Linked DNA regions of Macaca mulatta: region 1 is linked to region 2. Evidence: chromatin contacts called from public Hi-C data. All regions are on one chromosome and are shown on one strand. Each heading gives the region's core, a stretch centred on a gene start, on an enhancer-like site or on the middle of the called end of the contact. The rest is flanking DNA. Distances are from core to core; before and after follow the strand shown.

Evidence for each region. Hi-C and Micro-C count contacts between places; a contact is called where the count stands out from the background.
Region 1: a Hi-C map of fetal cortex germinal zone shows a contact between it and region 2, with 2.6 times the contacts expected there. The contact joins the promoter of LRRC25 here to the promoter of PGPEP1 in region 2. A contact is called at or near these places in 3 of 14 Hi-C or Micro-C datasets (cortical neurons, fetal cortex germinal zone and liver).

Annotation. Positions count from the first base shown.
Region 1 is chr19:18,960,634-18,963,333 of T2T-MMU8v2.0, reverse strand. LRRC25 (leucine rich repeat containing 25) reads left to right here and starts at 1,259. Exons shown (of 6, transcript XM_077978481.1): 1 at 1,259-1,393. It also overlaps a transcript of SSBP4 not described here.
Region 2 is chr19:18,874,934-18,877,633 of T2T-MMU8v2.0, reverse strand. PGPEP1 (pyroglutamyl-peptidase I) reads right to left here and starts at 1,283. Exons shown (of 5, transcript NM_001260688.1): 1 at 1,169-1,283. The coding sequence starts at 1,202.

The sequences.
Region 1 (2,700 bases), core at 10-2,509, 86 kb before region 2:
GCTTTACACAACAAAAGTATACCCCGCTGCTGGAACGACTGCGGATAGCCCCATAAAGCCTCAGGCAGTGACACTGGGTGTCTCACCCTGCAGAGCTACCCACACTCAGCACGGGTGGGAACCACCGCACACACAGCCCGCCCAGCGACACACATACACTGCCACACACCCAGCTCACAGTGGCCGTCCTGGAACAACTAAACACAGGCCACCGCACGCAGGCACCCAGCCTCACGCAGAAGCACGCTTATGCAAGGCCATGCCACAGCTTCCAACAGCCGTGGACAGAGCCCACGCCGTTAACTCACAGTCACCTTGGGGCGCACTATTGCGGCCTCCTGAGAACCACACCCTACCTAGCTCCAGAGTCACAGGGCCTGCGGGCACTCAGCCTCCCGCCCGAAGTCACACAACACAGACACAATCCAGACACACAGAAACAAAGTTCCTATAATACCCAGGTTGTGGGAGCCACCCGGCACCACCCTCAAATAACACCCGGTTACAATACTAGGTGCTGGGTTTGGGCTTCTCTGCCTCGGTGCTGTGAGCTGTAAATGGGATGCATCCCACCTTTGTCTGCGGGAGTCAGGGTGCAGGCAGTGGGTGCCCTTTTCCCCTTCTAGGACCCTTCATCCCCCCACCAAGGGTGTTCAGAGAGAGTGGGGGCGGATACTGAGGCAGGGACCCCCGCAGGGCACGGGTGTCCGCGTACCAATGGGTCGTGTGTGGACAGGCAGGGTACGGGAAGGCGGTGCAGTTGACTCTAGGTCTAGATGTTTCTGTGTTTGCCACGGCTATTCCTTTTTTTTTCTATGTGTGTGCTAACACGCGGCTCCTGTGTGAGTGCACGTGTGCATCCTTGTGCGTGGGGAGCTGGCAAACACCCAGTAAGTGATCGCTGTCTCGGCGACTGTCCCTGGGTGCGCGGTGGCAGTTATGGGTCCGAGTCGGGCCAAGCTGCCCAGTGAGGTTGTGTGCACAAATGTGTGCCGAATGTGCACGTGTGTGCCTCCGCGCGTGGGTAGGCCGCCAGCTCCCTGGGAACTGTGTGTGGCTGTGCGGTCATGTTTCGTGTGTGTGTTTGTGTGTGAATGTGTGGACGTCTCTCGCTGCCAGCTGACCCCCAGATGCCTCCCCGATAGAGGCCGGCCCCCCAGTACGTGAGAACCCTTCCGCCCCCACCCCAAGCCTTCTGGCCGGCGGGAAGTCGGGAGCCGCTGGGGCTCCAGACCCGCGGAGAGGAAGGGAAGGGCAGGGCCGGCCCCAGCCCCGCCTCCTCCCCGAGGGGCCTCGGCGCGGGAGGGGGGACGCCAGCCCTTCTCACTTCCTGTCCAGCCGGCCGCCCCCTCCCCCAGCTTCCTCTCCAGCGGGCCTCCGGGCCCCGGCTGCGGTAAGGAGGGGCTCGCACAATTCCGCAGGGCCTCGGGCTGGCGACGGCCCGGAGCCTGGGGGGCCACGGGAAGCATGGGCTTCGGCGTCCAGGTCACTCTCATCCTAAAGACCGCCCCCACCACTGCCCACCCAGCGCCTACCCCTAATGAAGCACAGAGAGGGTGTGGCTCACCCAAAGTCACACAGAGCCTTGGTGTCAGTCGGGGCTCCCAGGCCCGGCAGATGCCCCTCCTGGCACCCCGAATTTAACCTCCCAAAGCTCCGTGGCTCACCAGGGCCCCGTGTGCCCCGGTGGGGTCCCTCGCCCCGTGAGCCACGGTTCCTTGGGCCAATGTGAGTCTTCACCCCATTAAACATGCATTGAGCGCCTTCTGTGTGCTGGGCTCCGGAGACCCAGCCGGTACACGTTGCTGCCTTTTAGAGCCCAGAATCTGATGGGGGAGGTGGACAGTCAAAAGCTGGCGAGTCAGTTGGGGCAATTTCAGGGAGTGCCACGTGCGTAAGAGGGAGGGGACCCCTGGTGACAGGACGGGCGACGGCAGGGTCGGCCGGGCTCCCGGGGGAGGGCGGAGGCGGAGGGAGGGAGGGAAGGAGGGAGGGAGGCGGAGGCGCCGGCGGCCCAGAGAGTTGCGATGGGGGAGGCGCGGAGGGCGGGAGCGAGGAGCGCGGTTCTCATGGCAACTGGGAAGGATCTCCAAACACAGCCTGGGCGCCGGCGGGAAAGTGCGAGGGTAGCGGGCCCTGGGTCCCACGCGGCGTCGGGGAGGCTGAGCCGCGCTCACTCCCAACCAGGGCGCACGCCTTGCGGGGGCAGAACCGGCAGAAAGGGCCCCCTCACCCACGCAAAGGCCGGGCAGGGCGGGGAGGAAAAATTAATAACGGGGAGGGGGGGTGGATTTGAAAGACCTCGAAGTGGAATATTCAGACTGTAGTCACAGCAAGTGCTTAGGCCCTGAGGTGGGCACATGGCGAAGGCGCTGGAGGCAGGAGGCAGGGCCAGGAGGCAACCGTGGCAGGAGCAGTGGGAAGAAGAGGGGGATGATAGCAGGGAACGCAGAGAGCTAGACCACGCCCAGCGGGGAGGGGGTGAGATTTTTTTCTAAGAGCAATAGGGAGCCATGGAAGGGTGTGGAACGGCGAGAAGAGGATGGGATTTTAAGAAGCTCCATGGGAGGTCGCACATGGTGGCAGCGTGTGCCTGTAGTCCCAGCACTTCGGAGGCCGAGACGGGAGGATGGCTTGAACCCAGCAGGTGAAGGCTGCAGTGAGCTGTGATCGTGTCACTGCACTTAAGCCTGGGCGACA
Region 2 (2,700 bases), core at 34-2,533:
CCCACAGGATATAAATGCTATGCAGAGATGCTGTAGCCTGGGATAGCAGGTAGGGGCTGTGGCTCAGAAGGGGACCTCCTAACTCTATCCTTCTGTACAGCCAAAGTTTGAGTCCCAGCTCAGCCCCTTACAAACTGGATGACCTCTGTGAGCCTCAGTTTCCCTTTCTGCAAAATGGAGACAGTCAAGATGTAATCAGCTCATTCAAAAAGTGCTGGAATAAATAACCAGATCAAGGAAGGCTGGAGGGGGTGGGGGCAGTGACCCTCCTCCTAATTACACACACCTGTTAAGCAGGTGTCTGGTTTCTTCCCTCTTCCCTGAATCTCCAGGATCAGCCTCAACCTCCCTTCAACAGCCACAAAACACCTGTGTGCACCTTTGCGGGATTTCTCACTCTGACCCCTCCAGACAGCAGGTCAAAATGACACCCCCTATTCCCTGACTCTGAGGCCCCAGCGGAAGTTTGCGCCCCACGTGGCCCCGAGGCGGAGTCTCAGAGAGGAGGAACAGTTGGTTTGGGGGTTGGGGGGAGTCGGTGACAGCGGGGGCCCTGACTCACCAACAAACAGCCCCGGCACAAAACACAAAAGGTTTCCGCTGAAGACAGTCCCTGGGACAGCTGGGAGAGCCCCAGCGCCCGAGGTCCCCGGACTCCCACCTGTCCCTGCCTTGGGGGAGCAGCCCCCCACGAGCGCAGGGCGCGGCGAGCAGTGACTGGGAGGTTCATTTGTCACTGGGACACTTCCTGCCCGCAAATCGGCCTTTGTCCCCTGGGGCCGGGGGTTGGGGGGGCGGTGTGGGGACAGGCCGGACCTCGGAAGGGGCAGGGAGGAAGGGTCCAGTCCAGCCCGCAGGCCAGACAGAGCAGGCAGGTGCCAGGAGGGTCACCATCCCTACCTTGGAAGGAAAGGACGCCAGGGGGACCTGCGCGGCGCCGGGCATTTGCCCGGCCCCCCAATCCCCGCGCCTGACTGCCCTGACTCCCGACCCTGGGACCCCCGAGGCTCCTCCTCTTCCACTTTCCAGGAAGCCTGGGCTGCGCAGGGCTCCCGCGGGCGATGACACCTTCCAAATCTGGGAGGACTTCCAGCACCTGCCCCGCCCGGCCCCGCAGTCCCGGAGCCGCCCCGGCCGCTGCCGCTACAGCCCCCATCAGCCAGCGTACCCGTCACTACCACCGCCTTCCTCGGCTGCTCCATGGCGGGACTGGGCTGCGCCTCGGACCCGCTTCTGTTCCGACTGGCGCGACAGCTGCAGCCGCGGTAGCCTCGCAGCCGCGGTAGCCTCACAGCCCCGCAAGGCCACGCCCCTCCACGCCCCCTTCCACGCCCCCGGTCAGGCGCTAGGCGTGCGCGCCCGCGGGCCCGAGACGCAGCGTGCGCGCCCTGCGCTCTGCCTCCGACACTGAACCCAGCCCCCGACGGCTATCACCATCCTCCCCAACCTCCGTTTCCCCGTCTGCAAAATGGGAACATCTTATGCCGTAGGGTGTACGCACTGAGTCAGGTGCTGGGGACGAGCCGGTCCTTTATTCTATAAGAGTTCATTGAGGGCCTGCCCTATGCATGCATACTGCCCAGAATTAGGGAGGGGAGTCCCCGCGAGCAAGGCCTGTTTTCCAGATAAGGAAACTGAGGCACAGATTGCCACTTCCCCGAGGCCACTCACCTCGAGGGGTCACAGGAGCGGCATTCAGGCCAGGGAGTTGGCGGGGGTAGGGGAGGACGGAGTAAAAAAGGAAAAACACGGCAACCACATTTGTGTGGTGCCAGAAGGTTCTCTGCAGGACCCCATGGTCCTAGGAGGCTAATGGGGGAGGGCGATTGCACCTCCTGTTCCCTCCGCCGGAGCACACCCCGCAGGTACCTGCGAAGCTGGCCGCCTTCAGCCCTCAGCTCCAGTGTTCCAATGTCGCCTTCTCCCAGGCGCCCTCCTCTCCCTGGCTGTCACCTCCTCTGAGGGGTGAACTGTCACTTTCTCCTTGGGGCCTTCTCTGGCTGTCACTTCCCTGCTATCCTATTACCTCCTCTGAGGGTTCCTTCTGGCCCTCCCTGGCTGAAATGACCCCACTGCTACCCCCTAGTATTTCCATCTTATTCCCTGGTTCCATCCTCTTTAGAGCAATAAAGCTCAGAAATTATTTCCTTTCTCTCTCTCTATTTTATTTATTTTATTTTATTTTATTTTATTTTATTTTTTTGGAGACAGGGTCTCTGTTACCCAGGCTGGAGTGCAGTGGCACAATCATAGCTCACTACAACCTTGACCTCCAGGGTTCAACTGATCCTCACACCTCAGCCTTCTGAGTAGCTGGGACTACAGGTGTGTGGCACCACACCCAGCTAATTTTTGTAGAGTCGGGAGTTTCACTATGTTGCACAGGCTGGTCTCGAACTCCTGAGCTCAAGCAATCTGCCCCGTTGGCCTCCCAAAAGTGCTGGGATTACAGGTGTGGACCAGCACGCCTGGCCAGTAATCATTTTTAATTTTTTTTAACTTTTAAGTTATGGGGCACATGTGCAGGTTATATAGATAAACTCGTGTCATGGGGGTTTGTTGTACAGATTATTTAGTCCCCCAGGTATTATTAAGCAGAAATTATTTATGTATTTATTTATTTGAGACGTAGTTTCACTCTTGTCGCCCAGGCTGGAGTGCAGTGGTGTGATCTTGGCTCACTGCGACCTCTGCCTCCCG